Regions from separate parts of the Gossypium arboreum genome. Here region 1 is linked to region 2. Evidence: chromatin contacts called from public Hi-C data. All regions are on one chromosome and are shown on one strand. The core of a region is the stretch at or near the end of the contact, and the rest is flanking DNA. Distances in the headings are between cores, read along the strand shown.

The links. Hi-C and Micro-C count contacts between places; a contact is called where the count stands out from the background.
Region 1: a Hi-C map of leaf shows a contact between it and region 2, with 2.9 times the contacts expected there. The contact joins the promoter of LOC108461379 here to the enhancer-like site in region 2. A contact is called at or near these places in 2 of 5 Hi-C or Micro-C datasets (both in leaf).

Annotation. Positions count from the first base shown.
Region 1 is chr2:6,782,818-6,787,068 of ASM2569848v2, reverse strand. It overlaps LOC108461379 (ATP-dependent 6-phosphofructokinase 5, chloroplastic), which reads right to left and starts at 2,418. Exons shown (of 13, transcript XM_017761219.2): 1 at 1,846-2,418; 2 at 1,498-1,588; 3 at 1,036-1,109; 4 at 635-746; 5 at 116-211; 6 at 1-34. The coding sequence starts at 2,171.
Region 2 is chr2:6,659,563-6,663,465 of ASM2569848v2, reverse strand. No RefSeq gene overlaps it. Among protein-coding and RNA genes, the nearest start is that of LOC108464149, 3.6 kb to the right of the region's middle. Within about 2 kb of position 1,810, at least 1 of the 2 cell types and tissues checked has an H3K27ac peak or open chromatin away from gene starts, as enhancers often do. A contact at or near this core is called in leaf, where this site is marked.

The DNA.
Region 1 (4,251 bases), core at 1,169-3,668, 120 kb before region 2:
AAAGGTGAATATTTTGGACTACTTTCCGCGATAGCTGAAAATAGCGCCAAATGAACGATATAAAATCTAGGATGGAGCACGATATTCTAACAAACCATTAAGAAACAATGCTTACCGGCATTTCAGTCAAGCCTTTGTCTGAGAATCCACGATAACCGAAAGGAATCCCCACAATGTTTTTTACACCATATATTTCCAGTGTGATGACAATCTGCACTAGTTCATTAATTTAAGAATGTATTGGTCAAAAAACACTAAAGCATTCAGGTTTCAGACTAAACATGAAACTTTAATCTAACATTATATTTATGGTGTTAATATCCAATCATCATTACTTCATCCTACTTTATCAGTTTATCATGAAAGTAGAAGAAAAACTTTGGTACATGGTATTTTGAAGTTAAACTGAAATCTATTGACCAAGAGAACAATATGAGACATATTGCATGTCCAGAATCTTGGTCAGTAGACACTGAACATGAATTTTTTATTTTAGCATGAAATACAAATTAAAAACCAGTTAACAATTACATAACCAAACAATGAAAGCACTGAGTTGAATCAAATAGCGTAGCTGTTGTTGGTAATTACAATCATGCCAGCAGCAAATTGAAATTTTAAGTATGGTGCTGACCTGTCTAATGACATCATTAAGACCAGGGCAAAGCCCACCACAAGTAACAATTGCAGCCTTCACTTCTTCTGGTTTGAAATATATTTTCTCTCGAGGCCCAGCACGATGAACCCTAAGATGATATGTAATGTTACATAATATCATAACTGCCAAATGAACTACAAAGTTTCATACATTAAACAAAGACAGTGATAAGGGAATATAAAACATGGTAACAAATGTGGACACCTGATGACAGTGGACATATAAGTTACAAAATCTACTAGATCAATACAAAAGTTGGGAAACAATATTAAAAGCAATATAACATTATTTTACCACATATTATTAAGTATTGTAGTGAATGCAATAGAATGCATGAGTCTATGTAAACCTATAAATAAGTAGAGAATTATGCTTACCATTGTTCAACCCAAGTACAGTTAGGATCAATGCACTCCGCACCGGCAGATGTAGGAGACGAGTAATGTATGACCTGAAATATTTAAAGATCAGAATCTTGACCAATCTAGTCTAAATGCAGACGACTAACCGAAGCAAATGAAAGATTATTTCTGCAGAGCTCGAACAATTAAACCAATATCTTGATTTAAGATATAAAGATAAAAACAGAGAGACAAGCAAACCAGAATTTACTTCTAAAGGAGCAAGACAAGTAAATTTCTTTCCTGAAATTATTTAAGCCATTTCAGGTGATTTTGAATTCACATTTCAAACAGATACTCAACACATGGAAATTATCAATTTTGAACATGATCTCCAAGCTCTAAACGATAAGCTCATGTAAGAATTTCAATTCTCCATAACACAATTCAGCAAAACATCAGTGAAATTTAAATACATATATATGGAAAAGATATTACCTTAAGAAGCACTCTATCGTTATTATTAATATAACCATGCCATTCCTCATCCGACGGATAGCCTTCCGCAAAATCCTCAGTTACCGGAGTTCTGTAACAAAAAAAAAAAAAAGAAGATCATTTAAGTTCTATTTGCTAAGTTCAAAATAAATAATTACTTCACAAAATAAATTAATAATTAATAAGATAAATGCCATCAAATTCATTGAACTCCAAAATAACTACAATATTTTAGAATTTTCTCACTCTCGGGAGTAAAAAAAAAAAAGAAAAAGAACACTCACAAGAAGTGAAAATCAGCTGGAAACAATTTCAAAAAAACAAGGAAAAAAGGAACTTTTTTTTTACCTCATTCTGAGACAGAATGTGGAAGGAAACGACTGAGCATCGGGGAAAGTATCGGTGATGTGAGGAATATTAAAGCGTCTTTCGAAATCTTGCTGGAACTTTGACTTCCAATCAGGATCACTAAAATCGATACAATTTTTCGAGCTCTGTTGACTACATTCAACCTTGAAGAAACCACTAGTACTCCTCTGCGATCTCAGTGTACCGAGATTCAAGGAACTAAATCCATGGCGGAAACGGAGGAGACGACGGTGAACGTTGTCGTTTCGAGGGAGGCGGAGTTTCGGAGAAGCCGAAGTGGTGATCGTATGGGAAAGAGTTTCCATTAAACGACAAGTAAAGTTGAGTTTTTAGCTTTCTTTTTTTCCCTTTTTGTTTTGGTAGTTGCAGAGTCTATGATCAAAGATTCAAAGCTTTTTATTTTTTTTTTGTTTTTTTTTTTTATTTGGGAAAGCGGGGTATTTGGAGGGAGGGAGGAAAAATAAGAGGAGACAGAGAAAGCAGACAAATCGAAAACGGCAGCCGGTTTTGGCCGTACCTACTACAAAGTGTTTTGGCTTATAAAACCGAGGAGGCTTAAAATTCAACGGAGTTGCCACTTCTTTGACCATATTAACCTTTTCAATTTTTTTATTTTGATTAAAATTTGGCTTTTTTATCCTATAATACAAAAAAATAATTAAATATTAAAATGGTATTCTCTTGACATTATTTACCAAAATGGGTTGAAGTAAACAGTACCGAAGGGTTGTGCCAGAATTGGTGTCGACACTAATTTTTTTTTCTCAATCATTTAACCATATTAGCTAATAATTTATTTAAAAAAACTAATCTTATTTAAATGGTAGAGAGGCCATATGCAACGGTACCTATATTATACACCTATACCAGGCAAAATTGGGTTTGTACGGGTAAAAAAGGGTGGAGGGGCATTCATTGGTGGCACTAGGGTTGGAGAGCACATGTCAGGTGACACTAGAAAGAAGAGAGAGGCCGTCAGGCGGCACCATTGGGAGGAGGGACTGTCATGTGGCACCAGACCATTATAAATTTGAGTTGAACAATTGTAGCAATTTGTGTGTTTTCTTGAATTGTTGAAGTAATTTTTTTGTTTTGCTGAATGGTTGTAGCAGCTAACCGATAAGAAGAAAGGAAAGGATTTTTTTTTTGTAGAAGAGAAAACAAAGAAGAAAAGTCAGAAAGATATGTAAGGTTTGTACAGTGATTAATTTTTGTTATTATAATTTTTTACAGTTGAATCTTGTTTTGTTTTTCAAATAATTATTGAGAAATTTAATTATGTTTAAATATTTTTACATATTTAGATTGAAGATGGATAATCAATTTTTGTATATGTTTATTTCGATGGAGTAATTTTAACAAAAACAATTACTTGTATATTTAAATTTTGCCAACAAATAATTATGAGATTTAATAGAAATGTGTTGATTAATGATATGAAAAAAATGATCAATGCAAAAATTGTTAGCCGTTGTGAGAGAAGGATCTCGAAACTATACTACAAATTTCCAGTTTCGCCAAATCCCATCAAATTCACTAAGATGGAACTTGTAGATGATGAAGAAGTGGATACAATGGTCGCATTTTATTGCCAGAATCAGAGTGGCCACACTGAACCGATTTAACTGTTTGCTGAGTTAGTTAATGTAGAGTCAGCTGAAGATGTCATTCCACTAACTAAAGAACATGGAGTTCAAGATCCGTATACGGATGTTCTGAGAGTGTCTATTGATAGGCGATCATCTGTACGCAGGTTCAACATCGATTTTAATGTTCCACCTGCGTCTAATACTCTTAACCTGAGTCCCCGTTTACAAATACATCAGATGGTGATTGAAAGTGATATAGATGGTGAAGATGGATATGATAATAATGGTCCTTTTGATCATAAGGTTGAAGATTATAGTTATCCCGATCAAGATGAGGTCCCAGAAGATATCGACAATGAAGGCGCTAATGATAATGAAAATGTTCACGCATCTTCAGTCAGGAACCCAATTTGAGGCATTGTCATACACAATGATCCTAGGGCCCCACATGTTGATTGTAGATTCCGATACGACACATGCAGCTGAGTTCCTTGAGTATCCCGATATGCTACCTGTTCACCGATTAGCCACAGATCCCAAACGTAAGGAGTTGTTTATGGGCCAAAAATCCGCGACCAAGGAAGACTACATATTTGCCATCAAACGGTATAGCATGAATATGTCAATTGACTACAAAGTTATCGTGTTTAAGCTGATATTGTATATTAAGGTGTGTTGGAGGTTGGCAAAAGGGTGCAATTGGCAAGTACGAGTTGCATTTATCCAGAAGTCACAAATGTGGAAGATCCATAAATTTGTTGGGCCTCACACATGCACTTTTGCACGTATGACACAA
Region 2 (3,903 bases), core at 561-3,060:
TTTATCCAATACGTAGGTTGGATTTCCCCAAATTCTTTACTGATTTAGGTTTAACTTCTTGTTGTGTGTATAGAGTTTTAGGTGAGGTATTAGTTGGTACATCATTCAGAATATAACAACTCGTTTGTAATGCGTATCTCCTAAAATATATTGACGATTGTACATAACATAGAACAAACCATGTCTAGTACACTCTATTCCTTCTCTCTACCACAACATTCTATTATGGAGTACCCAGTGCGATTAACTAGGAAAATATCTTGTTCTCTATGAGGTATCTTAAGAACTCGTCTCATAAATTTTCCCCATCTCAGTCAGGCTGAAGTGTCTTAATGAGTAAACCTAACTGTTTCTCCACTTCTGCACAAAACTCTTAAAATTTATCAAATGTTTTACTCTTGTGGTGCATTAGGTACACATACCCATATCTAGAATAATCATTTATAAAAATTATGTAGTAATCGTAACCACCTCTCACACTAATGTTAATGGAACCACATATGTTAGGGTGCACAAGTTTTGAGGGTTGAACGACCCCTGTACCTTTTGCATTAAAAGATCACTTGGCTATTTTACCATCCAAGTAAGATTCACATTGTGGAAGAAGCACCTCTTTAAGTGAACTTAAAGTTTCTTCTTTCACAAGTATAGTAAGATTCACATTGTGGAAGAAGCACCTCTTTAAGTGAACTTAAAGTTTCTTCTTTCACAAGTATAGTGATTCTTTCTTGGTTAATATAAACAAATCTTAAATGTCATAATTACACCCCACTAGAGTGAGAAGTTTTAAGTTTCTTATTCACGCATTTAGTTTCAAGCAGTGAGTACATCTTAAGTTTGATAAAATAGAGATTATTTTGTATCCATCCATTACAGATTAGAACACAATTCTTATGAATTGTCAATAATGCCTTTGTACATTGTCCATTACATGAGAATGTTTACATTGTCTGGCCTCCAAGCTTTGTTAACGTAAACTTTTTGTACTTGGGGTATTTAAATAAGTCTTTACATTGAATCAAACAAGCTTTCTATATGTGGAATATTGCACTTCATCAGTTTCTCTTTTCCTTTGGTTTTGTTGGTCTAAACTAAATGCATCTTTTTTTTTATTTATCGTGATCACAGTGGTTCTATAATGTATATTTTTTTTTCTGTGTATGTTGATGCTTTGCTTGTAACCGGCAATAATCAACATCTTATTACCAATTTCATTCTAAGCCCCAAAACAATTTTTGATAAAAGGATCTTGGTAACATTCATCACTTCATTGAAGTCACGACAACTCCAATATTTAATGGCCTATTCCTATCTCAAAACAAGTATATCTTGAATCATCTTCAACAAATGAATATGGTTGACGCCAAGCCTATTGAGTCTCCTTTGTCTACTTTTTATCTCTTCTACTTAATGATGGTAGCCCCTTCACAGATGGTAGACGTTATCGTAGCACTATTCGTGACTTGCAACATTTGTCTTTAACTTGACCTGTCATATCTTTTGTAATGAATAAGTTGTCTCAGTACATCTCAAGAACATTGGAATGAAGTCAAACGACTTCTTCAGTTTTGAAAAACACTATTTCTTTTGACTTGTTCATTTGACATATTGAGTCCTTGAAGGTCACTACTCTTTTTGATTCCAACTGGGTTGGTGACAAAGATAAATTTCTCTCTACTAGTGCCTTTATTGTTTATCTTGGTGCCACTCTGATTTCGTGGGCTTCGAAACACCAAAGAACTATGACTCAGTCCTCTACCGAGGCTGTGTATCCAGCCATTGCGACCACGACCGTCGAAGTTAATTGGGTTGTTTCTTGCTTGGAGAGTTAGACCCATTTGCTAAGCTACAACCAGTATTATATTGTGACAACCTTGGTTCTATATACTACTGCAAGAATCCGATTTTTCATTCCTGAATGAAACATTTGGCATTGGACTATCACTTTGCGCAACAACAAATATAAGATGACCATTTGCCTGTTGATCATGTTTGCAGCAAAGATCAGTTCGTTTATCTAATTACTAAACCACAATCCAAACAACGCTTACATCTCTACAGGTCCAAGATAAGTATCTCCGATGGAAACACGATATTGTGGGGGTGTATTAAGGATATTAAAGATTATATCATATCCAACGCTATTTTGATTTTAAAATCCCTAATATTCCCTTTGTATATATCTACAATCTATTGTATTATTGACATAATATAATGAAAAATGTTTCCATTGCACCATATTTTACAATAATGTCATGTACTTTTAGTTATCTATACATTACATGTTTAATGAACTAGATGTTATCGTATTTTTAAAAAGGAAGTTAAGTGAGTTTAGTTTTAATTTTTTTTTTTTTAAAGATGTATAAAACTATGCAATATGGGTACATGGAATTGGAAGATACATTTGATTGAGGATCAAAGTGACAAACACATATAAGGAAAAAGGCTCTGACGAATTCAAATAGAGGGGATTTATGTATGGGAAACAAGGAAACTAAGACCTCAGATTCACTATTATGGAAATAAGCAGTTTTAACCCTTAAAGAAAAATGGGTAATTGCTGTTTTTAGTTTACTTATAAACTCTACCCTCTCGTATATATAATTAAGCCAAAGCAAGACTAATAAAGACAATGGTGCCATATTAAGTAATACAGGTAAGGAAGAAGATGATCAATCACTATCTGATGAAATTAACTTTGGAACAAGATTCCCCAACAGGACCACAACATGCATTTCCCTATGCACCTTTACCTGCTCTACTACTGTGGTTTAATTTCCCCAATCAAGCAAACTATCCTCAACAAGTGCATATTTATATCTTGCAGCTACTACTTTGGACACAAAAGCAAGCAAATTATCCCATATGTATGTATGTATGTATGTATATGGTAGCAAAAGGGTCAAAAAATCAGCATATGAGCCATCTGAAAATCTTACCTTATAGAGAGAAACAGGTCCCTCTTTTACCTGCAATGTAGTTGTTTTCTGACTTCATTCATTTGTGGTAGTATTAATTACCTTCCCAACAATAAATAATCTTTTAATTAATCACCGTTAAGACATGAAAAGTTTGTTTTATTACAAACATCTGTGTGGTCGCCTTTGAAGACACAAATGTTTCTAGTTAGTTTTAGGATTACATGGAATTAATTAAGCTTTAGGACCTGAGAGTTGCAAAGAAAAAACATGAATCTTGTGAGTGTTTTTTTCTTCTTTTTTTCTGCTCCTTGCTGCTAGGAGAGCCCACATGTTTCCTTTAGAAGGGTTTGAAGGAAGAAGAAACAAGGAAATGAAGTTAGAAAGACACAAGCTTTGGATCTATCGTTCCGTTATTACACAACAACATGAAATATTGTTGCAAAAAGGACCTGTTTCCCTCTATAAATATTATATATTTATTATATGAACAAGTTTGAGAATCTCATTATTTTACACTACCGCAATAATTAGTATTGCTGAAAGAATGAGCAGATGTTTTAATATATATATATATATATATACATATATTTAAGAAGAAAAAACAAAGATCAACTTCAGTACTCAAAGACTGAAAAAGTAAATGCGTTACCAGGAAAAACAAAAGGAGGCCCCATGATTATAAACCATTGTTTGCTTCAACATTAAAGGCAAACTGTACCCATGCCTTAGGGAAAAAAGAAACTGCAGAAAAAGAAAGTGAAGACTGAAGAAAGAAGAAGAAGAAGTGCAACAAGGAAGGCAAAGTGCTGTGAAGGAAAAAAAAAAAGGCTTAGAGGGCATCTACATTGAATGGAAGGAGGAGAATCAATGTTGAAAAAAGCAAGCAAGAAAAGAACCGCATACATTAAATGCCATGACGCCATCCATGATACCTCAAACAACAAGCTCCACCGCTCCCATTCAGGATTTGATGAAATAA